5 separate regions of the Sus scrofa genome follow, and regions 2, 3, 4 and 5 are each linked to region 1. A link is a contact called in public Hi-C, HiChIP or PLAC-seq and promoter capture Hi-C data. All regions are on one chromosome and are shown on one strand. The core of a region is the stretch at or near the end of the contact, and the rest is flanking DNA. Distances in the headings are between cores, read along the strand shown. Region 1 holds the start of MBD6 (methyl-CpG-binding domain protein 6). Region 2 holds the start of ZC3H10 (zinc finger CCCH domain-containing protein 10). Region 3 holds the start of STAT2 (signal transducer and activator of transcription 2). Region 4 holds the start of SMARCC2 (SWI/SNF complex subunit SMARCC2). Region 5 holds the start of LOC106510300 (basic proline-rich protein-like).

Region 1 (4,941 bases), core at 1,634-4,133:
CCCACACCTGCAACACAGGAGAGAGAAGGGACCGTGAGGAAACTGCCTAACCTAGGAGAGCACCACAGCCCAGGATACTCTCGAGGGAAAGATCTTCTATAGATTAAGTATCCATAAAGATCTCAGGGATCTGCTGAGTCTACCACCATCCCGTCCATGTCCAGTCCCTGGGGACCAGAGGGTCAAAGCCTCAACTCTGAGGGATCAAGGAATCGCAGTTCAATCCCTAGATATATAGGTGAGAACCCTTTGTCCCATCAAGGAAAAAAGCCTTCATCCAGAAGTGTGAGCTAATTCCCCCAATACCAAGCCAGTAGGAAGTTTCCCAGAGACTCTAGCTCCTGCTGTTCCTTCCCCTTCAGGAAGACCATACAAAAGTACAGACTGCCCCAGAGGTCACCAGGCAGTTGCCCAAGTGCCCGCTTGGGTGGTACCAGCACAACTCCCCCCATGCCTGGCACCATCAGACAATCACTGATCTACTTCGTCTGGGTCTTCTTAAAACGCTGGACTCACAGCTCTGTCTTCTCCCACGATCCTCAGAAGCTCCTGATTTCCCCCCAAGCCTAAGGCAAGGAGATTCAGCACCTCCTGTCCCACTGGCTTCAAATTAGCTCCAAGAGGGATTCTCTTCTGATATACGGGGACGCCCTCCAAACCTGCAAGTATCCTCCCCAACCTTACCATCGCTCCCACCCCACACTGGCGGCTTCTAAACTTTCCCTCTCATAACAAGGCGCCCTGTCACCCAGCCTGCTTCCCTCAGCTTGGGGAGGAGGGGAAGGCGTATGAAGTAGGAAGGAACTTGGGGAGAGGGCGGGTAGAGGGTGGGCAAAGCACTGAGGGGAAGGAGGTGAAGAAGGCAAAAGTCAAGCAGTGAGAGGGAAAAACGGTGGGGGCAGGTGAGGGCGGGGGAGTGGGGATGGGGCCAGGGAAAAGAGGCCGAGAGGACGCGGGGGCAGAGGGTAGGGACAGGAGGGGAGGGGAGGGGGAGGGGCGAGGTGGGGGGCCGGGCCCTGCACTCACCGCGGCCCATGGTTCGGCCGGCCCCGCCCTGCGCAGTCGCGGCCCAGAGGGTAAGTGGGAGGGAGTGGGAGGAGGGTCGGTGGAGCCCGAGCCTCCGGTACGGCCCTGGCCGGTCCTAGCAGGAAGCGCCGCCGCCGCCGCCGCGGATCACCGAGCGGCCTCCCGCGCATGCGCCATGGGGGCCAGGGGCAGCCCTGGGGATTCCGTTCCCAGAAGGCACTGCGCAGGCTGCTACCGCCGCCGCCGTCGCTGCCGCCGCTGCCGCCGCCGCCGCCGCCGCCGCCACCGCCGCCGCTGCCCGGACGGGAGAGGGGCGGGGCCGGGCCCCCGCCCAGCGGACAACGACGAGCCAACAGGAGGGGTCGCAGTGCGCATGCGGGAGCGCGCCTACCCCTCCCCCACAACCCCCCATTAATCCCCAAGAGAACAAACACCCCACGCGGCCCCCCGCCCTCCGCGGAAGGATCCGAGCCTCTTCCCAGGCCACTGGTGGCCAATCCCAGCCCTCCTCGGGGAGGGGCCCCTTCCGAAGCCGCAATCTGTTAGGGGAACCAGGAATGCCAGGTCCGGGAGGAGCTGGCCCCAAAAGATGAAAGTCGCGACTTGCCCTGCCCCGCCCCAAAGGCTTCCCGGGTAGTGTGCTGAGACTTGACCCGCCTCCCCAGGTCAACATGTCACAACACGACCCCGGCCTGTCAAGTCACATGACCTCTGCCTGTCACTGACGACCTGGTCATGTCTTTGGACCAGGAGAGACCATCTGGTCCAATCCACCCCCGCCTCCACTTACAGAAGGAGAAATGGAGGTCTAGAGCAATGGTGCAGGCCTGGCCAAGGACTTGTCACCGTCACGCTACCACCTATACCTGCTATCTAGCGACAAGCGGTCTTATGACAGTTTCTACTTAGGACAAACTCTGGCTGCCCCCATGAGGGTATGAGGATATGTAACAGGACACCACATGGCCTATGTTTTCTACCTAATGGCACTGGAAAAATACTTTGAATTTTGCATGGTGCTTTTCATTTTTGTTCAAGCTGCCTCCAAGTTCGTAAGTCTTTCATTTTACTTTCACAATTCATTATCTTGTATTTGAGAACCAGAACGGCGAGGCACAGAGAGATTAGGTGGCTGCCCTAGGATTCATGGACAAGTGAAGGACCGCTGAAGCTAGAATCTGGGCTCCTGACAATCCACTCCATAGCAGTAGTGTGCTCACGTGCAAGCAGTGTTCCAGGCAACAAGGCTCTACTGTAGCCCACCTAGAAGTCAGGAGGCCTGGGCCCGGCTCCTCACAGCAGGGAGTCACAGGACTTGCAGGTGTGGTACACTGAAAAGGGCGGGCCCAGGCTTGGGTGAAGGGCACCAGAGCACCACGTGGGGGGGGGGGGGGACAGAATCCGGTCCACCCGGCAATGAACATGAATTCTGGCTTGCTGAGGGCTCATCAGAAACTTTGCAAAGATAAACGTCTAAGGGTGCTCTTCAGAGGGGAGGAACTGAAAATGACCACCAAGGGGATTCAAGTTCTTCAGCCTCTTTGGAAGAAATCAGGGGGCTAAAAGAAAAGACCCCTTTAAGAAAACTGGAGAGGATGCAAACAATCTTGATGGATGCAAATTTTCAAAGGAAGGATGTTTAAAAGACCTTCTGTCCATTAGCTGGGAGAGGGTGGTAAGCGAGGAAAATGGGAGTCCCTTATGGAGGAAATAGAACGGGGGCTAATGTCAGGTGGGTGGAACATGAGCTCTAGAGAGAGACAAGCTGCAGAGAGATTTCACACCGCAGCTTAGGGGTGACGGGTTGAAAACCGTTGGGGCCGTTGGGTGCCGGGAGCTGGCGCCCCGCCCTCTCGCCTCTTCCCCGCACCCCCACCCCCCGCACCTCCCACTACCCTCTCAGTCCCTTGCGCGCGTGCGCGCGCAGACACCGGTTGCCAAACATTGCATCATCCCCGCCCCCCTTTCCTCCCCTCCCCCCTCCAGCTCTCCCCTCCGCGCGCGCGCATGACTCACTCACCTCCTCCGCGAAGCCTCGTGACCCAAAGCCACTTCCGGGTCCAACACGAAGTCGACCCCCAAGCGGGAGGAGGTGATGGGGGCGGGGCCGAGGAGCTCCTGAGTGGCGGATGTAGGGGATGAGGCGGGGCCAACGCCAGCGTGCCGCTTTCTGATTGGTAGGCTTCTGGATCCGCCCCAGAGGGGAGGGCAAGGCCCTGTTAAAAGATCCCAGCTCTGCGCTGCGGAGGTCAGAGGCTTGAGTCTAAGGCTTAGAGAATATCATGTTGAAGATGAGCCGGTGGCAGCGACAGAGCCAAAATCAGAGCCGGAACCTGAGGAGAGAGGCGAGTACTGATTCCCTATTTTTTTACTCTCCCATCCTCGCGAACACCAGTTGTCCTCTCCAGGTTAGGGCATCCGCTCTTTGGGATGTGGCCCCACCCCCTCTGCAAAGCGGTGAGGTGACTGTCCGGTGGAGTGAGGGGAATCTTTTATTCGGAAATGGTGCTTACGGACTCTCTTCCTTGGCAAGACAGTATTATCCCACCTATGTCCGGAGCACAGACCGTGCTCTCTGTTGGTCGGTGAAGGGGCCCTCGGGAGATGTATTTTCTCCGGTTGCTGACCCCAAGCCTCCTCGTTAGGCCTGTCCGGTATGAGGCCGAGCAACAGGACACACCCCCGCGCCGAGAAGCCTGGTGACCGTAGCTAACCGGCTTTGCCACCATCGGCCCTGCCCCTTCCCCACCCCCAATCCTGTCTCAGCCGCAGCGTCTCGGGGCCAGCATAGCCACGTCAGTAGCTGGGGCTTCTGGACCCTCCACAGGACATTTTTTCCGCGCCCTTGCAGAGGACAGAATCTTAAAGAGGCTGACACAAGCCTTTGGGAAGAGGGGTGCCCATGAACCGGGAGCGGAGATGGGTTTTCCCTTTCCTCAGAGCTCCCTGGGTCTCCTGCACAAGAGAGCATCCCGGATCTTTTAAGTGAGGAAAGCCATTTGGGGTCTCCCCAATGAATTGTCCTTCCCCTGGGATTGGTCTATGCCTCCTTCCCCGTGTCCTGTCTCCAACTAATCTCTGTGTAACCATTGCATCAGGCTAGCTAGCCCCCTGCTCGGCTCTGCAGCCCTCTGGCCTGCGGCTCCACTGCTGATGAAAGCTATGTCCCACACACTGGAAGGCAAGGAGGGTTCCCCAGGGAGGACAGCCCTGCAGAGAAACACTCAGGACGGTATTGCGTCTACAGTCCCCAGGGATAGGCAGCTGCTGCTCTGCCTCTGGGCTTCATCCTCCTTATCCCTATGAGGGACAGGGGAGAATGCACCATTCATTCCTAACAAATATTTAACCAGCACCTCCTATGTGCCATGCAGTGTGAGGCTCAGCATACATCCATGGACAAAAGAAAAAAAAAAAAATTCTCTGCTCTCCCAGAGCTTCCATTGCAGTAGGAAAAGGCATACAGTAAGCAAATATGTAAGTGCCACGGGAAAAGCTAAGGCATGGAGGGGTAGAGAATGCTCAGAGAGGAGAATACAGTTTACCTGAGTGGTCAGGGATTCCCTTTCGGAGGTGACATTTAAATGAGAGACCTAAATAGAGGCAAAGCAGTAAGGCATGCAGTATGTGGAGAGCACTCCAGGTGAAGAACAGCAAGAGCACAGGTCTTAACGTGGAAGCGTGTGTAGTATCTTTAGGGAACAGGAGGCCAGTTGGCTGGACTGAAGTGAGCAAGAGGGAGAGTGGTCAATGAGAAAAACAAGGCGAGGGAGGAGCAGATTATGGAGGGCCTTCTAAGCCATTTTAAGGACTTCAGCCTTTATTATGTGTGAAACTGGAAGATTTTGAACAGAGGAGTGACATGGCTTGACATAAGGTGTTTTGGGTTTTTTTGGTCTTTTTGTCCTTTTAGGG
Region 2 (5,427 bases), core at 1,889-4,388, 1.3 Mb after region 1:
GCCCCGGTTCTAGCCCTCCCTTCCCCCCACCCCCAACACGGCTAGGAGTCCCTGCTACCACGTGTCTGACCTCCTAAGCCTTTCCTAGGCAGTGTTAAGGCTCCCCCTGCTGTTCAAATGGGAGAACTTCATATCGTGTCCTCTAGCGTGCAGGGGAATCTTTCCAATTTTTTTAGCCCTTGATGGCCCCTAACCACTCAGTCCTTTACCTTGATTTTAACTTAAAGGCAAAATGAACCCTAAAATGAACTCATGCTATCAAGGACCAGAGTTGCAAGAGAATCTGTACAAGAAGGCTCCTCTTCCTCCAAACAGAGACAGTCCCAGAATGATAAAAATAACCAAGGAAAAAGGGTTGAGAAAAGAGAAGATACAAAGTTCTACTAAAAAGGAAATGACCTGGGGAAAAATAAATGGCACCTATCCAAGCCTGATCCATGTTGCAAGTCCCACCAGAAGCAGATAATCAGATACCATACTCTTGCCCACCCAACTCTCCCAGGATTGTTAGATACCTGAGGTAGCTCAGGTGAAGTCCGGGGCTCCTGTGGGTCTCCACCTCCACATCACTGCTGGGTTCTGAACAGGAGAAAAACAGAGACTTGGGTGTGAGAAGGGATTAGAACAGAGGACTATGGGGTGGTTACAAGAATAAAGTCTAATCAAATGGCAAGAGCTCTGGGAACTAAGATTTCCTTAGGGTACAAATTGAACTTCACCTGTCAAAGGCAGAAGCTATCAGTAAGAAGAGTATAATAAGGAACAGAACAAATTTGGACAGCCTAGGAGGATGAGTTGGAAAAAAACCAGTCCTGAGTGAACAAAGGGTGAGGGGCGTCCTGCCCCAAGATGAAGGAGGATGCGTGGATCGTAGCCTGGTCTAGGGTTGGCGTTAAGAACTCCGAATAGGGAGCCGTGCAAGGGCAGCGACTGACAGCGCAGTGGGATGGCAGATTAGACTTGGGGGCGGTGATTATGACGCTTCGAAACACCCCAGAGTTTGCGAAAAGTCCTAGGAGTTTCCCAAAGCAAGTCTTCTAGTCTGGCAGGTTCCTGTGCAGTACCGCCAGAGCTCAGCCGGGGACCAGGTGAACAGGACACTAGAGGAGCACGAAGTGAAGCGGGGAGGGGGACTCCAGGTGACATGAGGCTGAGGGGATGGGCAGGGCTGTGACGTCACGGAGCTGGCGTTTGCTCGCAAAGCGGGGTCAGTCAGAAAAGGGGTTCAGCCCTAGGACGTGAGGCAGAGGAAACTCAGTCCTGGGGGGCCTTGTGTAGCCCGGCCGAGCCCAGCCGCTGGGCCGGCCCCGACTCCTCCCCTCCGGGCGCGGCCTCCACCTAAGTCTCCCGCCTCCCTCACCTGCCGCCGCCGCCGTAGTTGCTGCTGCCGCCTGCCGGTCCTCTAGCTTCGACAAAGAGCCGCCTACCCTATCGCCCTTCCGCTTCCTGCGGAAGAAATGACGCTCTAGCCGCCAGACCCGGAACTATACTCTATGGCTCACGAAGCACTTGCGCGATTAGCCGCAGGAAGTTCCCAGCAGGCTTTGCGTGTCACCATGGCAACCGGACCCAACAGCACAGCAAAGAGCCCCAAGCGCGGGACGTAGCAAATGTAGCCCTTTCGGACGATGAGCGGAACTGTTTGCCCACACGCCGGCGAAATCAACTTGAAAGCGGTCCCTGACGTGTGTAACGCCCTTTCCAGGAAATAAGAGCCACCCAACACTCCAGCAACTCCCAGGGTCCAGAACCAGTCGGCCAGGGGCGGGGCCCGCACCCCCGACTCAGTGTAGATATTCTCTAAAGCGAGTACTCATACAGAACACCCCAGCCAATGAACCATAAAAACCACATCAACAGACAAGATGACTTTTTTTCTTCAGCTAAAACAGCAGATAATTTATTGTACACGTGTTACATTCAGCCACAACTGAGAACAGAACTAGTCCAGAAAGTCACAGGTCCAGGGCAAAAAACCAAAAGGGACCATTTTGATATGAGCAAGGTGGGTCTCAGAGTGGTCCAGGCGATCAGAACGGCGAAAAGTTGTTATAGATCCATTGAGACAAGTTCTAGACAGAAGGCATGCAGTCCAACAAATTGTACCAACGTCCCTGGCCTCTGGGATTTCGTTTCTGCTCCTGTGGCTTCCACGGTGTACAAGTTTACTTGGACCTCTGCCTCATCTTTCTTCTTTTGCGCTTCAGCCTGAAAACCAGACACGAGAATGCACCTCCTGCCCACAAACCCAATCTTCTTTCCCTCCCATCTAAAATGTGCATACCATACAAGGGGTGGGTAAAAAAAATCAACGAACACTACGGTTCTATCCTCTTGTGTCCAATCCCTGGTTTTGCCAAGTCAATGCTCATGTTTTTCATCTTAAGCTGTTTAGATTTCTAAACCAAATGTTCCTCCCAAGCTTCGCCCAAGGTGTGCTCCAGTTCCCCCACCCTGTACTTGCAGTCTCAGCATACCTGCGCATTCGCTTCTTCCTCCACTGTCAACCGATCACAACCAGAAGCAGAGAATAAAACGAGATATCATTAGTTGTAGCAACGAGTTTAGGGAGGAATATAAATAGTGTAATTTTTAACCAGACAGGTTTAACCACTTAGGAGGACTTAGTCGCAGTAATCACATCAACAACTTGGACTCCCACCCGGATCCCCGCTGTAAAACCCCAATCCCGCATGCGCTATCCTATTCCCGCTCTCCACCCCCACTTAACTCCCAGCTTCTGCTTCTCCCCAAACTATCCTCCCTGTCCCACCAGCTCTTGGGCACCCTTGAGAACCTAGCGATCCGAGAACGATGGCGGACTTCCCTTGCCTGGGTCTCCCCTGCAACTGCCAATTCTTAGAGCCTCAGCTCACTAACGGGGACTGCTTACCTTCGCTCTCATGGCGCGGAGGTTTCTACGGGTAAAGAAAAAAAGTCTACAGTTAGTTCGCTGTAATGATGGCAATCGCAGAGATCAGATGTTTACGGATTGTACTCGGAACCGGAGAGAGCCCAAACCGAGACTCACCTCAGAAGATGGCGCTAAGGCCGAGAGAGCGCTAGGGGCCCGCCTACGGATATTTAATGCAATGCTCGGTGTCGTCACTTCCGTGGTCTCGCCCTGCCCCCAGGGGCGGGGCTGCGGGAGGGTAATAACAATAGCTTTTGGCCCTTTGGGTTCGTGGTAAGTGTTTGAGTTGGGACAGTTCTCTTGGAAAATAGACTATTTTGAGTGTGAGTTACAAAATTTCCCTTCCCCAGGTTTTATTATAAGGATACTATATTATTTAAATATGAGCATGTATTTCCAGTAAGAGACCCAGAAGTGCAGAAAAGCGTAGGTTAGTGACTTCCGTCTTCCCTCTCATTGCTTCATGGGAGTTGCAGTTTCCCGGCGACACCCTCCATTTTACTGTGGATAGATGCAGAGTTTACAAAAACTGGTTTGCCTTATGTTCTGAACCTAAGTTGCTGCAGGGAGATTCTATTTCGGAACTTCCAAAGGTTCTAAGATTCCAGAACGTGGAAGGATGTAAAGTGGGGAGTCGAGAAAGCTTGTCATACTACAGAGACCTTTGGCACTATTTAAGATAGATCAACTCTTTTTCTAGCCAACTCCAACGCCTGAGGCAGAATGTCACTAGATTCCTGGCCACAAAGCATCTGGCTTAGAATATACTTAAGTGATTCTCCCTCTACACAACGTGAAGATCAAATCAAAGAACAGAAGGGAAGCTAGCTAGGATCGGCTAGACATTTCTTTAGGACAAGAATGGTATTTGATGGTAAGATAACTTGCCAGTCTCCTCGTATGATTGGGTCAGAAGCACCCAGAAAAAGACTCCCAAAGATTTGGTTACAGGAAACTTGAGTTAGGATGAAAGGGAACCTTTAATCATGCAGACTTCGCCTTATTCACTGTAAAATACAGTAAAGGCTTATTATAATCCTTTTTTTTTAGTGGTTTCCTTTTATAACCTTTCCCCTTTTTAGCTCTGGAAAAAAAAATATCTAAATTTAGGACCCTTGTTCCAAGTGCTTAGGTGGTTTTAGTATTATCTCCATCAGAATGTAAGTTTTTGGTTTTTTGGCCCCGCCCACTGCATGCAAAAGTTGAAGTTCCTAGGCCAGGCAGGCCACAGCAGCGACCTGAGCCACTGCAGTGACAACGCCAGATCCTTAACCCACTGCACCACCAGGGGAGCTCCTAGAATGGAATAAGTTTTTGAAAACAAAAATAAAAACCCTAAGAGTTCCTGCCCCAGTGCAGTGGGTTAAGAATCCAACAGCGGGAGTTCCTGTCGTGGCGCAGTGGTTAACGAATCCGAGTAGGAACCATGAGGTTGCGGGTTCGGTCCCTGCCCTTGCTCAGTGGGTTAACGATCCGGCGTTGCTGTGAGCTGTGGTGTAGGTCGCAGACGCAGCTCGGATCCTGCGTTGCTGTGGCTCTGGCGTAGGCTGGCAGCTACAGCTCCGATTAGACCCCTAGCCTTGGAACCTCCGTATGCTGCAGGAGCCGCCCAAGAAGTGGCAAAAAGACAAAAAAAAAAAAAAAAAAGCAACAGCAGATCAGGTTGCTGCAAAGATCCAGGTTCCATCCCTGGGTGAGGATTAAAGGATCCAGAATTGCTGCAGCTGTGGCTTGGAATCAATCCCTGGCCCAGGAATTTATATATGCCGCTGGTGCATGCATTAAAAAAAAAAAAAAGTTTCCTCTGTGGCACAGTGGGATTGGTGGCGTCTTGGGAGAGCTGGGATGCAGGTTCAAGCCCTGGCCCAGCACAAGGGATAAAGGATCCCGAGTTACAGCGGCTGTGGCTTGGGTCTTAGGTCTATAGTGCAGCTTGGATCTGATCCCTGGCCCAGGAACTCTGCATGCCCTGGGGCAGCCAAAAATGGGAAGAAAAACAAGACAAACAAACAAAACACCAGCAGAATTACTTTGTATCAAGTCCACTATGATTTCACCTGTTGCTTTCTAGTCTATAAGCTCTATATGGTTTTATTCAGTATAGTATCTTCAAATCCACAATGCCTCCAGTGTAAAATGCTCTAATAAATTGCCACCCAATCTCAGACTGGCCCTGAAAAATTGCCTAATTCTAAAGGCATTCTTCCTGGCTTCCTAAGTCAAGAAAAAACACTTGCATAGTTATTATTTTTTTCTTTCTGGCTGCACCTGTGGCATGTGGAAAGTTCCCTTGCCAGGGATGGAAACTGCCACAGCAACAACTCAAGTCGCTGCAGTGATGCTGGCTCCTTACCCACTGTGCCACAAGAGAACTCCCAAGTGTTCTTTTTTTTTTTTTTGCAGTAAACATTAAGTGTCCTGAATGAAGTGTCAGCAGCAAGCAAAGGCTATGTTTTTACTTTAGAAAACTAAACTCCCATTATAAAATTTACTCTGAATTTGCAGAACCCAGG
Region 3 (4,966 bases), core at 236-2,735, 1.0 Mb after region 1:
TACGCTGTTCAGAACTGCTCCGACAAGGCCAAGGAAAGAGGCCGAGATGGGGTCATAGATCTGGGTTATGACCTCCTGACAGCCATGGCTGGATCGTCAGGGGGGCCCTGGGGAATACTGATCAGTACTTCACTTAAACCTGTAGTGAAGTCTGGGATTCATCGTGTGATCCAGTATTACAATGAGAGAGAGGTGAAAACCCCTCCACCAGAGACCAGCAAGGAGGTCTTGGGGAGCACCATAGCCATGGGTGACCTGGAAGAAACAGCTACCGTGACCCCTTTGGTGTCAGAAGTAGTAAGTTCACCTCCTTACTGGTGGTGGACCTTATTCAAGGGCTACAACTCAGATCCTGGCTTTGGGAATCCTGCGATATAAAAGAAGGTGGTAAACACATTGGCTAGATCTAATATTCTGACAAGTTTGTATGTGCGTGTTCAAAATCCATATATCTAATTTGTTATCAAGGAGGAAGGCAGTGCCGTAAAATGTAGGAATTTCAAATTTTGTTGTTCAGAATCAGAGGATTTGACTTAGAATCCAGGTTCTACTCGTTAGAGCTTTGATCACTAGCTAGTAATTTCACTTCTTTCTCCAAACTCAGTTTTTTAAATTTCTTTCTTTTTTTTTTTTTTGCCTTTTTTTTGTTGTTGTTGTTGCTGTTGTTGTTGCTCCCGCGGCATATGGAGATTCCCAGGCTAGGGGTTGAATCGGAGCTGTAGCCACCGGCCTACGCCAGAGCCACAGCAACGCGGGATCCGAGCCGCGTCTGCAACCTACACCACAGCTCACGGCAACGCCGGATCGTTAACCCACTGAGCAAGGGCAGGGACCGAACCGGCAACCTCATGGTTCCTAGTCGGATTCGTTAACCACTGCGCCACGACGGCAACTCCCAGTTTTTTAAATTTCTAAAGTGAGGATAATGATTTTCACCTCAATGAGTTTTGTGGAAATTAAAAATTATACATTGTGTAAATGCTTAGCACAGTGCCATCAATAAACAGTTTTTTTTTGTTGTTCTTATTACTTAAGCCCTCCCCTTCCTGTCCCAAAGTAATGAAAATCAAAATCCATTTCGCTTGTTAGTTTAGCGCCTCTGAGCGCATGAGCGAGTCTCACTTCCGCGGCTTTTTTGTGGGTTCTCGGAAATCAGCTGTTTCAGTCCTGCGCTGTTCTTTTAGTTGGACACCTCCCTCCCGCAGACATGGGGCGGGGCTTACTTGAGAATGTCTACCAATCAATGCAGCTGGAGGAGTGGTTTAGGCTCCTCTTGTCCCGCCCCGCGGAGAGGGAGGAGTCGTGGTAGCGCCAATGAGCTCACAGCCTGCGGAAGAACTTGGCTGAATGGCAGCCAGTGTCAGGGTGCACAGCTGGGAACGGCGAGCTCCAGAGTTCAGCGGCTTACCCAAGCTTGCAGCAAGGGGGCGGGGCCGAGAGGCGGGCCGAAGTCGAGGGCGGCGCGGGAGGCCCTTGTACTGGCTCTCACTCTGGGGACCGGAAGCCTGAACCCGAGCTGCTGGCATAGAGCGGGTCTGAGACCCTAACAAGGTATGGACCCTCAGAGGGCGCGCGGGGGTGTGGGTGGAGGCATGAGTTTCTTCCTATGTAGGGAGGCAGGCCCCGGCATGTACGTCCCGGAGGGGTCGGACTCTGTCTCCAGGTTGAAGTGGGAGCTGTCAGCTACTTCATCCTCCTGTCCAACCTAGATCCCCAACCCTAACTTCCCCTTCCCAAAATACCCCTGCAACTTCCGAGACCCAAAACCTGGCATCAGTTGCATTGGTTCATTGTCTTAGCCAAAGCTTTTACATTCTGGTCTGTGTTATTTTTGATCCTCATCAAACAAACACTCCACTGTCTAAAGGTATAATCCTTATTTGTTAATGTTAAGATACGGAAAGGTGAACCGATTTACCTAAGGTCACACAGTTCATTTCAGAAAAGCTTATTGAGCAGGAAATAGGCACCTAAAAGAGTGACAGATTACTGGAGAAAAAAAGAGTTTACAGCCCTTAACCTCAGTGTTTGTAACCAATTTGGGAAGACCAGATATTTGGGGTTTGTTTTTCATATTTAAGCCTTAGGGTTTACTTGCCAGCTTTCTAATACCAGCTTTCTAATACCAGCTGATTCGTTTTTTTGGGAACTGGGGTCTCATCTTTGTTTTTGGAAGCAAAACCAGTACACAGTTTAAGAAGTCAAGTACCACCAAAGGGTAAATGAAATGAAAAATAGGAGCCTCTGCCCAATCCTTTCCTTACCCTGTTCCTACTGCCCAGTAGAAAGGCAGCTCATGAATATTCATACTGGTGGAAAAGAATCTCTCCACCCCAAGCATTTGATTTGTAGTAAAATCATGTGACCTTTTTTTAGACCACAAATGTGGGTGTTGATTCTTTTTTTGTTAGGCTCAGGCAGTAATAAGTTTTGATTTCCTAACAGACAGATGGCAGTGGGCAGGGAAAGGTACAGAGAAATATTCTTTTTCCTTACCCAGCATGTTTGGTGACAGGCAAAACCCACTTTTGAGTGAAATGTCTCACAGAGTTGATACTCTACATGAAGAATTGAAGATTGACAAAGATCATCGTAAAAGTGTCACAATCTTAGGGTTGAGTTACGCTTTGCATAGTGTTTAAGCATCTTTTAGAATGGAGCTCCTCCTTCCAACATGGAGAGCAGCTTATAGCATGTACCTTATCTCCAAGGAGGTTTCAGCCCCTGATAAAGCTTTGGGGCCAGCAGGGTAATGCTGAGATAAATACTTACGACTGACCTTTAAATGCTCCAGCATAAATGAATACAAACACAGACAAATAAATTTAAAATAAATTCATTGAAGGAAATAGATGAAATAAAGCTCATAGAAATATTCAATGTTTCGGAGTTCCTGTTGTGGCTCAGTGAGTTAAGGACACCACATTGTCTCTGTGAGGATGCTGGTTTGATCTCTGCCCTTGTTCAGAGGGTTAAGAATCCCGTGTTGCTGTGGCTATGGGGTAGGCTGGCAGCTGCAGCTGCAATTTGACTCCTGGCTGGGGAACTTCCATATGCCACAGGTATGGCTGTAAAAAGAAGAAAAAAAAAATTCAATGTTTGTTGAAGCTAAATGATGGGTAAATGGATGATCTTTGTACTATTCACTCTACTTTGTTTTATGTTTGAAAAGTACCATTGAAACAAAAAGGCTTACATATTGAAGCTCTTAAATAGTACTCCCTGAAAGAATGTGCACTAAATTGATAATAGGGTTACTTATGGAGGGGAGGAGAAGGGATGAGGATTGGGAGTGGGATTAATCTAGACTTTAATTTTTTTTCTGTATTTTTTCTTACCTGTATAATTAAAATGTTTTAAATTTATATAACAAATAATCATGAGGAGTTCCTGTTGTGGCTCAGTGGTAACAAACCCAACTAGTATCCATGAGGATATGGTTTGATCCCTGGCCCCACTCAGTGGGTTAAGGATCTGGCGTTGCCATAAGCTGTGATGTAGGTCATGGATGTGGCTCGGATCTGGCATTGATGTGGCTGCGGCACAGGCCAGCAGCTGCAGCTCGGATTCAACCCCTTGCCTGGGAACTTCCATATGCCGTAAGTGTGGCCCTAAAAAGCAAGAAAAAAAAATAATGAGACTGGATGATTTAATCCAACAAAATTTCCAACTGGGAACCTGCATCCTTCAGATTCAGAGGCCAAATGGCGCAGTGGGAGATGCTGCAGAATCTTGACAGCCCATTTCAGGATCAGCTGCACCAGCTCTACTCAGAGAGCCTCCTGCCAGTGGATGTTCGACAGTACTTAGCTGTCTGGATTGAAGACCAGAACTGGTGAGGCCTTCAGCCTCATCCCCTTGAGGGGGATGAGGAAAGTGGTTTCTTTCCTCTAAGTCTCCAGGATCCTGGAGACACTGAGGGAGGGAAGGGTTTGGAAGGCTTCAAGATAGTAGCAACCTGGGAGTTCCCATCATGGCTAGCAGTTGACAAACCTGACTAGTATCCACAAGGGCATGGGTTCGATCCCTGGCCTTGCTCAGAGGGTTAAGGATCTGGCGTGAGCTGGGGTGTAGGTCGCAGATATGGCTCGAATCTGGTGTCGCTGTGGCTGTGGTGTAGGCCAGTGGCTTCAGCTCTGATTGGACCCCAGCCTGGAAACCTCCATATGCCGCAGGTTTGGCCCTAAAAAGACCAAAAAAAAAGAGTGCAACTGGTATCCATGAGGATGAGGGTTTGATCCCTGGCTTCACTCAGCGGGTTAAAGGATCTGGCTTTGGAGTTCCCATCATGGCACAATGGTTAACAAATCCGACTAGGAACCATGAGGTTGCAGGTTCGGTCCCTGGCCTTGCTCAGTGGGTTAAGGATCCAGCATTGCTGTGAGCTGTGGTGTAGGTTGCAGATGCGGCTCAGATCCCGCATTGCTGTGGCTGTGGCATAGGCTGGCGGCTACAGCTCTGATTAGACCCCTAGCCTGGGAACTTCCATATGCCACGGGAAGCAGCCCTAGAAAAGGCAAAAAGACAAAATAAATAAATAAATAAATAAAGGATCTGGCATTGCCACAAGCTGCAGCATAGGCTGGTTGCAGATGTGGCTCAGATCTGGCATTGATTGCTGTAGCTGTGGTATAGGCCCACAGCTGCAGCTCTGATTCAACCCCTAGCCTGGAACTTCCATTTGTTGCAGGTGCAGCCATTTGAAAAAAAAAAAAAATCCTGCAGAGATACTAATCCTTGTCCTTCCTGGTCTCCAGGCAGGAAGCTGCACTGGGCAACGATGATTCCAAGGCTAACATGCTGTTCTTCCACTTCTTGGACCAACTGAACTATGACTGTGGCCGCTGTGGCCAGGACCCTGAGTGTTTGTTGCTACAGCACAACTTGCGAAAATTCTATCGGGACATTCAGGTACTTGGAGGAGCTGGGAATAACAAAATATGAATGGGAACTGAGCGTAGAGGAG
Region 4 (4,678 bases), core at 1,282-3,781, 1.2 Mb after region 1:
AGAAAGTGATAATACTGGGTACAGTAGGAAGGTGGGAAACTCCAAAGTGTGAATGTGTAAAAAGCGCAGTGAATTACCTTTGAACTGCCTGCCCTCTGGCACTCCTTTTTGGAGATGTGGCTGTACAAGAAATAAAACACAACTCCTAGGATGTTCTCATTGTGGCTCAGCAGGTTACGAAACCAGACTAGTATCCATGAGGACGAGGGTTTGATCCCTGGTCTCGTTGAGCGGGTTAAGGTTCTGGTGTTACCACAAGCACAATCTGTGGTGCAGGTCCCAGATGTGGCTCCAGCTCGGATCTGGCATTGCTGTGGCTGTGATATAAGCTGGCAGCTGCAGCTCCAATTTGACCCCTAGCTTGGGCGAGAACTTCCACATGCTGCAGCTGCAGCCCTAAAAAGCAAATAAAAAAAAAAAAAATCCGGAGTTCCCGTCGTGGCGCAGTGGTTAACGAATCCGACTAGGAACCAAGAGGTTGCGGGTTTGGTCCCTGCCCTTGCTCAGTGGGTTAACGATCCGGCGTTGCCATGAGCTGTGGTGTAGGTTGCAGACGCGGCTCGGATCCTGCGTTGCTGTGGCTCTGGCGTAGGCCGGTGGCTACAGCTCCGATTCAACCCCTAGCCTGGGAACCTCCATATGCCGCGGGAGCGGCCCAAAGAAATGGCAAAAAGACCAAAAAAAAAAAAAAAAAAAAAAAATCCCAAGTATCCTAGATGTTCCTTACAATCAGAAATTGGGGATAGGAAGAAGAGGCTAGTTAGAGGTTAGAGAAGGTTCATTCCCCAGCTAGGAACTTGGAACAATGAATTTAGAACAGTACCTAGCCCATAATGAGCACTCAATAAAAAAGTGCCTCCCACACTCTAGCTCCAGCTAGATTGGCAATGTTGATATTTAAATAGGCTACTTCCCTCAGTGTTGTAATACCTTAGGTGCATCTCCTCAAGAAGGAGCCAGTGAGAGAATGTCCTGGATCTTCATTCTTTTTTTTTTTTTTTTTTTTTTTTTTTTTTGTCTTTTTGCCTCTTCTAGGGCTGCTCCCACGGCATATGGAGGTTCCCTGGCTAGGGGTTTAATTAGAGCTATAGCCGCCGGTCTACACCACAGCCACAACACCTCTACACCATAGCTCACGGCAACGCTGGATCTTTAACCCACTGAGCGAAGTTAGGAATCGAACCCACAACCTCACACTTCCCAGTCGGATTCGTTAACCGCTGAGCCACAGCAGGAATGCCTCTGGGTCTTCATTCTAATAAGATCTACAAGATGGGACATCTGTTCATGAACTCCAGAGGTGCCCTCTTTACCTGGGAATTCTAGTTTTGACTATACTAGCACAAGCACTGACATTCCCAACAAAACTTAACTCTTCTTCAACCAAATCCTTTGCTCTGCCCTCCCTAAAGAATGAAACAACGTATGCCAAAACTCTGCTTGCAAACCTGAAGTTACGGAACTCTGAAAGTGCCTTGCATCCTCGCAGCTAACAGAGTTGGTTGTGCATAATCACGCTTCTCATGATTACCCTCATCCCACACAAATCCAGGATTGGGACCTTCTGGCCCCTGTTTCCGAGACACGAAGTGCTTGAAGGGCAGGTGGCAAGACTAGAGTCTCCGTATAAAGGGGAAAAAAAGTGACCGTCACGAACAGGATTCGAACCTGTGCGGGGAAACCCCATTGGATTTCGAGTCCAACGCCTTAACCACTCGGCCACCGTGACTCACGAAGCTGTTCTTCGCCGCGCGCTTACAGAAGGGGTCCGCATAGCGACCAGGAAGGGCGTGTGACAGCGAGAAGCTGGGCCAGGCCTAATACACAACCCAATGACCTCCTCCCACCCCGCTCCTTACCGCTTCCTCCATGCGGCTCAAAGGAAGAGTCAAGCGGACCGGGTGACCCTAGGAGGGAGGGGCTCCCACCCAGCGAAGACGAGGGTCTTAAGGAGCGCCAAGCTATTTAGGAGGCGATGGCGAGGCCTGCAGAGGAAGCGGTTGGGGGAAAGGGGCTGGGTCCCACGGTAGCGGCTCCGGGATTCTTCGGGTTATGGGGTGAGAGGGGTACCTGGGACAAGGAGTTAGGAGCGATGGAGGCTCCGGAGAGTTTAAACGGGAGTCTCTTGGGGATGGATGAAAGGAAGGATCTTTTTGGGGAAAAAGACCTGGGGTTCCTTGGAATTAGGAACTCTGTCGGTTTAATAGCTACGAAAGCAGTCGCAGTCATGGGCTGGGGGCTCCTTAGGCAGGGGCAACGCTTTGGCGTGGTACAGAGTGTACCCCGCTCCCCCGGCTGAGAAGCAAGAAAAGGCTTCAGTTAAAAAGGGATCTCAGGGGAGTGTGCGCCCCCTCCAGGAAGCAGCCTCCTCCCCAAAGCTCTGGCCTCCGCCGCCGCCGCCGCCGGGGAGGCCGCCAGGGTCCGCCCCGCTCCCGGGGCTCCGCCGCCGCCGCCGCCGCGCCCTGACGGCCGGCAGGGGGCGCTGCGCGAGCCGGGGCCGGCCTAGGCGGCGGGAGGCGGCGGCCGCGGCGGCGGGAGGCGGCGGGAGGCGGGCGGAGGAGGAGGCGGAGGAGGCGGGAGCTGAGCTGAGCGGGGCGGGCGGCCTCGGCGGCGGCGGCGGCGGCGGCGGCGGCGGGGCCCGAGCCCGAGAAGATGGCGGTGCGGAAGAAGGACGGCGGCCCCAACGTGAAGTACTACGAGGCCGCGGACACCGTGACCCAGTTCGACAACGTGCGGCTCTGGCTTGGCAAGAACTACAAGAAGGTACGTGAGCAGGGCCGCGCGGGGGCTGGGGGCGGGACAAAGGGACCGCGGCCCCGCGGCCCCCCGGATCCTGCCCACCCTCCCGCGGCCCGCGGCCCCTCCCCCGCGGCGGCCGTAGCAGCCCCTGCGCGCCTTCCGCCGCCCCGCGCCCCTCCCCCAACCTCTTTTACTGCCCCCCCCAGCCGCTGATTCCAACCCCCGCCCCCACGGCTGCGCCCTCTGCCCCTTGTTTTTCTCCGTTGCCCCGGCGGGTCCCGGTGCCAGCTGCCCACCCATCCAAGCCATCGCCTTCCGGGCTTTTCCGGGAGAGACGGCCAGGGTGGACCCGGTGCCGAATGGGCACCCCCCCTACCCCCCGCCCTTACAACGTGCCCGCCACGGTGCCCGCCAGAGCTCCCCACGGAGCCAGGTACCAGCAGGTTTGAGGCCTCTCCTGTGCTTTGTGTATGTTCAGAGAGAGATGATGAAAGCAGAAGGGTAAACAGCCACAGAGCAGGCCCTTGACTGCTCATCAGCCTGAGAAAGGCCCCCACCCCGAGATCACCTGTCTCTACCGCTCCAACAGAACCTCTTTGGAAGGCAGAGTGTAGGAGTTCCAGGCAGCTACCCCTTCTAAAACCATTTTCAGGGTCACAATGAACTCACCCCACCACCTGGCCGTGCCTTGCCTTGGGTTTGGGGTTCAGGACCAGGATACACTTTATGTTTGTAGCCCCCCACGCCATAACAGGACATAATAAGGTAGTGAACAAAGGGTTCAAGAAGCCTTACCTGTCTTCTACCAAACCTGTTCCTGGTGGTGTCTTTGTCTTTAGGCCTGGTTGAAAGGAACATTGCTACATAGGGTTTTTCTCTGGAAACCGTCTGCCTCTCTCTTCCTCTCACTACCCCCAGTTAGGGGTTCTCTTTCTGACTTTCCTTCAGCTCCCCAGTTCTTCCTGCTCAGCTTTGCAGCCTGTCAGAAGCATGATGGGCGGTTTAGGAGAATGCCCCTCTGATCCTGGTCAGGAGCCTGGCCCTGTTCTGGAAGGTCTCTCCTCTCAGGTGTCAGGATCCTGACAAACAGCTGCTGGGTGTGTGGCTTTTCTGTACCCCAGTGTGAGACTCTTGTTCCCAGGCTTCTTACCTTTGATCTTTTGGAAGCGAGATCAGTCTAGGGGCTTAGGCTCTGACCCTGGGGGGATTGACAGCCGGTGACCTGGTTCAGCTTTCAAGTTCTTAACTCTTTCTGTCATTTACCTTTTCTTTCAAGGATCTTTTTACACCTCCCAGTGAAAGGTGTGCTTTTCTCTGTGATTAGGGCTGAGGAAAAAGGGGTCAAAAGGTAAAGAGAAAGCCTCTTGGCACCGTTTTAAATGACAACAGAAGGAGGCTGGGATGCTAGGTAGCATAGCAAGGAAATGTTTAAGAAGGCCCAGGGTTGCTTGTCTGTAATAATTTCCTCCAAAAGGACGGATGCTGTCTTGCTGTTTCCCACCAGGCTGGGTAGTAGCTGGTCTTTCCCATCTAGGAGAGCCTGTGAAGGCATTTGTGCCCAGTCCTAGCAGAAGCAGAAGGTGTAAGCTCACTTTCAGCCTGTTTGCTTCAGCTTACTTCCTTGCACCTTTCTTATTAGGCTGTATTATAGGGGAAATGTTGACCTTCCACAAAGTTACTCTACAAAACAGACTGTTGTCTCCCTTAGAGCCTTGAAGAGGTTGCTTTCATGGCCTGAACTCCCTGAATCTTCAGAATTTTACAACTCTCATTGCTGTTGGCTAGAGATCAGGGTCTTGCAATTCCATTTTTAGGGTGCAGCTGAGGAAGAATTGGAAACTGCCTTTACCTTCATCTCCCAAAATTGGGAGCTTAGACTGGGGGCAGCAGAATTTTACCTTCCTGATGAGGGGCATGTAGGGCCTCCCTTCTGCCGTTT
Region 5 (4,695 bases), core at 1,873-4,372, 1.6 Mb after region 1:
ATCATACCTAAGAAAATTATTTTCTCAGGTCTAATTCTCAGTCAATATTTAAATTTGCCCAGCTGTTCCCAAAATGTCTTTCATGGTTGTTCAGGCAAAGATGTAATCAAAGAGCAAGCATTATACTTGGTGAGTAGGTATTTAATGTTTCTCAATCTTTTTTTTTTTTTGGTTTTTAGGGCCGCACCCATTGCATACGGAGGTTCCCGGGCTAGGGGTCACCGGCCTACGCCACAGCCACAGCAGATCTGAGCCTCGTAAGCAACCTACACCACAGCTCACTGCAACGTCAGATCCTTAACCCACTGAGCGAGGCCAGGGATTGAAACTTCAACATTATGTTTCCTAGTCAGATTCATTTCCGCTGTGCCACGACGATGCTAACTCCTAAAGTTTCTCAATTTGACTTCAGACCAGCTTCCCTCCCGTCCATCTGTCACCACATCCTTCCCCAGCCCTGTGAGGCAGCTGGCCAATCCCAATCTGCCATGGACTTTATTTTTAAATTAAAAAAGAGTTTGTGTTTTTGCTTTTTAGGGCTACATTCGCACAACTCAAGGCCACGCCGGCTCCTTAACCCACCGAGCAATGCCAGGGATCAAACCCACATTCTCATGGTTACTAGTTGGGTTTGTTAACCCACTGAGCCACAGTGGGAACTCCCTGCCATGGACTTTTAAAACTACTCCTTTTTTGGAAGTTCCCATTGTGGTCCAGCAGTAATGAACCCAACTAGTTATGAGGATGCGGTTCAATCCCAGTCCTCGCTCGGCTCAGTGGGTGAAGGATCTGGCCTTGCCGTGAGCTGTGGTGTAGGTTGCAGACACCGCTCGGATCTGGCGTTGCTGTGGTTGTCTCTGACTCAACCCCTAGCCTGGGACCTTCCGTATGCCTGAAAAGACAAAAATTAAAAATAAATAAATAAATAAACAAAACGACTCCTCTTTTACACCTGGCCCTTTCCTTGGCACTGGAACTGATGCTTGCCCTTTTATTCGCCAAGCTCCCCTGGGAGAGCACCACCCACCTCTGTGAAATCTTTTTCTTTTTCCCTCTGGGGCATCGGCACCTCCTGCCCCTCCCTCTGAGCTAGTCCAGCTGCCACCAGGGGTTTCTGCGTCTATTCACAGTGTGGGCTTGGTTCTGCCTGCTGGCAGAGGACAGGGCCATCAACTTCCTCACCTCGCTGGCCCTGTGCCCAGCACATGCCTGGCAGAAACAGAGGAATACTCCTTTCTTCGGAGTCTTGGCTCCTCCTCCCCAGCCTGCCTGCAGGTGATAACTGGGGAGCAATGTCCAGAAGGGGCTTGGTGTGTTTCGCTTGAAGATAGTGATCCTGGAAACTGGTTCTCAGCCCAGCCCAGCCCAGTGCGCCTTCCTTTTGCTCTTAAAGTTTCCTTCCTTCTTTGTGTACACACACCACAGCTCAGGAAATGGTTCTTCAGGCAGGACCAGAAAAACGCAAGGGGTGGGTTCAGGCTGGGCGGGCAGCGGTGTGGTGGCTGGTTCCGTCCTTGCCCCGTTCACACAGTTTCTTCTGGAGCCCACCCCCCCCTCACCTTCCAGTCCTCTCCAGGCTTTGCCCCTGGGCTGTCCAGGACGGGCGAGGAAAATGCAGGGAATACGTGCTGTGCTCGCCTAAGTGTCCTCGGCACGCCTCCCGGGTAACAGGCTGATCCGGGAGTGGAGGGAGGGACCTCATTCATGACGCATCATGACTGACGGGGTGGGATGTCCTGGGAAAGGCTTCCTCTATTTCTCCGCTCACTCCTCCGGAATCCTACAAAATGGAGAATGGACTAACAATGGGAGCGGAGAGAAGGAACACCCCTTCTAGAATGGTGGGGGACCCCCAGGATGTGAAGCCAGGGACTTTCTAAAAGTGTTTATTCGCGACCCACCCTATCCCAGGGACCCAACAGCGCCCTCTACTGACTCGGGGAAGGGGTGAGGGGCTGGAACAGAGTTGGAGCGAGAGGAAGGGAGTGGGCTCTGGGTGGAGGATGAGGAGGCCTCTTGAAGACCATCTTGTCCCCTCGCCTCAGCTCCGCCGCCCGGGCTGGGTGCACAGAGGGTTCCTCTGGGCCGCTCATCCCTCCTTTAGCTCTCACACGTCTCCCCCGTTTGCCTGAGCCAAAGAAAAGCAGGCGGCGCCTGGTCCCCCTCTCCTACCCCGAGTTGGCACGGGGCTGGGGAAGCCAGGAGAACCCAGGCACCCCGGGGTCTTGCCCTTGGTGCCCTCCCTTTGCGGGGGGTGGGCGCCGTCTTCCAGGCAGGGGCCACGTGGCCTTGACCCGGCCGGGGTCTCGGCCTTCCTCCTGCAGGCCGGGTGACTCAGGCCGCAGCTGTTCTCGCGTCACATGAGGGAGGCTGGCGGCTACTCGGCGGGGGAGGGGGCTGCGGATGGAGCCGGGGCGGGGCCGCGCGCCGGGCGGGGCCGGAGCCGGGGGGCGCAGCTAGAGAGCCCCTGAGCCGCGGCGGGAGTGCAGCGCACAGCCTCGGGGAGCCCAGGTGAGGCCGCGGAGCCCGCTCCGGCTCTGGCGTCGGGGTGTTGGGGGGAATCGCCAGCCGCTCCCCGCTCAGGGCCTCGCTCCGGGCCTCTGAAGATCGGCTTCGCTCCCCCGCTGCTCCCGAGGCCCTCGCAACTTTGCAACTTTGGAAAGTTCCGGAGGCCCGGGAGGGGTGGGATGCGGAGCGCGGGACGCACTTATTTTTGGCGGTGGTCAGAGCCCAGGGGAAAGTGGCCTGGGGATCGGGCTAGAGCTGAGGACAATTTTGGGGGGCTGGTTGGGTGGGGAGGGGGTGTTTAACACCTGGGGGCTGGCGGGCCCAGGGTGGGCGTCCAGCCCTGGCCCCAGCGGGCGCCCTTGGATCAGTCCGGGGCCAGGGACGCGGCGGGGCGGGGTCCGGGCTGGGCGACGGGCGCCCCCACCCCTCTCCTGCAGGGAGAAGAGGGGGCTGGGAGACGTGGATCTGACCGCGGGTTTCCGGGTGGGAGGGGCCGGGAATGGGGGCCGCGCAGGGGAGGTCTCGAGGGCCGGCAGGGCGCTCCGAAGCCCGGATACCCCTTCGACCGGTTCTAATCCCCCTGCCCTCCCCTGTGCCCCAGGCCAGGCAGCCATGGCGGTGGAAGGAGGAATGAGATGTGTCAAGTTCTTGCTCTACGTTCTTCTGCTGGCCTTTTGCGTGAGTGGGGAGCGGGGACGATGGGGGCGCGCTGGCAGGGTGCGGGGAGAACTGGCTCGGGAGTGCTGACGGCTGAGGGGTCAAGAAGGAAGGCAGCTGGAGAGCAGATGTGGAAGGAACTCCCGGCTAACGGCCGAGGGCAGCGCGGCCATCGCCTCCTCCAGCTCAAAGCAGGGATCTTTGAGACTGTTTGGGATCGAGAATGGCCGGCCTGGGTGCCTAGCACCCTCCCCGTAATCCCTCCTTGCCTTTCCTGTCTGGTGACCCAACCTCTTGTGATATGGGGCAGTGGGGCAACCCGCCAACGGCTTGATGCTATCACCACGGGGTGCCCCTCCGCACCCTCCACCCCCCCTTCCTCTCCATTCCCTCATACCCCCTCCTTCCTGCTTGGGGGTTGGAGAGGGCTCTGTCCACCTAGATGGCTCCTGCCCTGGGCCCCCGGCTTGAGAGAGGATTGTTTGTCCAGGGAGGGGCAGGTCACCCTTACCCCGCTTCCTCCTCCCTTCTCCTCCCTGGCCTAGTGGGCCTGAGGAACCCGAGTCCTGAGGAACCCTAGTGGGCCCCAGGAACCCTAGTCACAGCTGGTGAGGATGTGGTGGGCACTGGAGGACAGTGAGAGGGCAGTTCTGGGAGCCCTGGAGGCCCATAGGAAGAGGCTCACAGGAAGCACTTCTCTTTGTTGGGAATTTGTGCCCTGGGGTCAAGGCTTTCTGGGAACTTCTCTTTTTGCCTTGGTGAGGAGCGGGTTGTGGAAGGTGTGGTTCCTTCTGACTGCCTTCTCTGAGAGCCTTGAACAGTTTCCCAGCCCTCCCTGGCAAGGATGGCTCACCCTTCTCCCCCACAGTTAGGTCCCCTGGAGGTGTGAGAATCCGTCTCTGGAGTGGGGTTCTGGTCTGTGTCCCGGGTCCATCGCGCCCTCCACCTTGGAGGGCTGATGGGTTGTGCGGCCTCTCAGTCCTGCTCTGTCCTCCCCGCAGGCCTGTGCCGTGGGACTGATCGCCGTGGGGATCTGGGTCCAGCTCGTGCTAAATCAGACCATTACCCAGGGGGCCACCCCTGGCTCCCTGTTGCCTGTGGTCATCATCGCAGTGGGTGCCTTCCTCTTCCTGGTGGCCTTTGTGGGCTGCTGTGGGACCTGCAAGGAGAACTACTGTCTTATGGTCACAGTGAGTGGCGGTGGGCCAGCACGGGGCCTGGCCCTCCTGGAAGGGCGTTCCTCTGGAGAGGGCTTGGGAGGGTGGGTGGGTGAAGGAAACTTCTGTGAATGTTCCTGAGAATGGCAGGCCCCCCTTGCCCAGACGCCAAACCTGACTCTCGTCCTTTGCGCCCGCAGTTTGCCATCTTCCTGTCCCTTATCATGCTGGTGGAGGTGGCAGCCGCCATTGCTGGCTATGTGTTTAGAGACAAGGTAAGCAGGGACTAAGGGGAGGGCCTCGTCTCAGAGGCCCGGCTACTCTGGGACCCAGGTGCCCCGAATTCTGGCTTCAACACAGCTCCTCTCTACTC

What was found. Promoter capture Hi-C pulls out the DNA fragments that hold promoters and counts their contacts. A called contact is a pair of places that touch in the nucleus more often than the background predicts. HiChIP or PLAC-seq counts read pairs in DNA pulled down with a chosen protein or histone mark.
Region 2: an H3K27ac HiChIP or PLAC-seq map of skeletal muscle shows a contact between it and region 1, with 3 times the contacts expected there. The contact joins the promoter of ZC3H10 here to the promoter of MBD6 in region 1. A contact is called at or near these places in 1 of 5 promoter capture datasets (liver), 1 of 47 Hi-C or Micro-C datasets (heart right ventricle) and 1 of 2 datasets of contacts at active chromatin or transcription factors (skeletal muscle).
Region 3: a contact with region 1 is called in a Hi-C map of liver, with 3 times the contacts expected there. The contact joins the promoter of STAT2 here to the promoter of MBD6 in region 1.
Region 4: a contact with region 1 is called in a Hi-C map of liver, with 3 times the contacts expected there. The contact joins the promoter of SMARCC2 here to the promoter of MBD6 in region 1. A contact is called at or near these places in 1 of 47 Hi-C or Micro-C datasets (liver) and 1 of 2 datasets of contacts at active chromatin or transcription factors (skeletal muscle).
Region 5: a promoter capture Hi-C map of fetal liver shows a contact between it and region 1, with 5 times the contacts expected there. The contact joins the promoter of LOC106510300 here to the promoter of MBD6 in region 1. A contact is called at or near these places in 1 of 5 promoter capture datasets (fetal liver) and 1 of 47 Hi-C or Micro-C datasets (heart right ventricle).

What each region holds. Positions count from the first base shown.
Region 1 is chr5:22,788,162-22,793,102 of Sscrofa11.1, reverse strand. It overlaps MBD6 (methyl-CpG-binding domain protein 6), which reads right to left and starts at 2,883. Exons shown (of 14, transcript XM_013997655.2): 1 at 1,027-2,883; 2 at 1-7. It also overlaps a transcript of DDIT3 not described here.
Region 2 is chr5:21,504,221-21,509,647 of Sscrofa11.1, reverse strand. It overlaps ZC3H10 (zinc finger CCCH domain-containing protein 10), which reads right to left and starts at 3,138. Exons shown (of 6, transcript XM_003126269.6): 1 at 3,032-3,138; 2 at 2,894-2,918; 3 at 2,478-2,500; 4 at 1,361-2,208; 5 at 516-579.
Region 3 is chr5:21,745,479-21,750,444 of Sscrofa11.1, reverse strand. STAT2 (signal transducer and activator of transcription 2) reads left to right here and starts at 1,485. Exons shown (of 24, transcript NM_213889.1): 1 at 1,485-1,551; 2 at 3,692-3,835; 3 at 4,758-4,911. The coding sequence starts at 3,705.
Region 4 is chr5:21,584,630-21,589,307 of Sscrofa11.1, reverse strand. It overlaps SMARCC2 (SWI/SNF complex subunit SMARCC2), which reads left to right and starts at 2,531. Exons shown (of 29, transcript XM_001929168.6): 1 at 2,531-2,763. The coding sequence starts at 2,653. It overlaps TRNAS-CGA (a tRNA gene), which reads right to left and starts at 1,729; the gene lies at 1,648-1,729.
Region 5 is chr5:21,173,489-21,178,183 of Sscrofa11.1, reverse strand. LOC106510300 (basic proline-rich protein-like) reads right to left here and starts at 3,122. Exons shown (of 2, transcript XM_013997622.1): 1 at 2,814-3,122; 2 at 2,335-2,745. The coding sequence starts at 3,122. The coding sequence ends at 2,335. CD63 (CD63 antigen) reads left to right here and starts at 1,959. Exons shown (of 8, transcript XM_005663878.2): 1 at 1,959-2,511; 2 at 3,110-3,186; 3 at 4,167-4,355; 4 at 4,523-4,597. The coding sequence starts at 3,121. It overlaps LOC102162669 (a long non-coding RNA gene), which reads right to left and starts at 2,291. Exons shown (of 2, transcript XR_303407.3): 1 at 2,173-2,291; 2 at 945-1,780.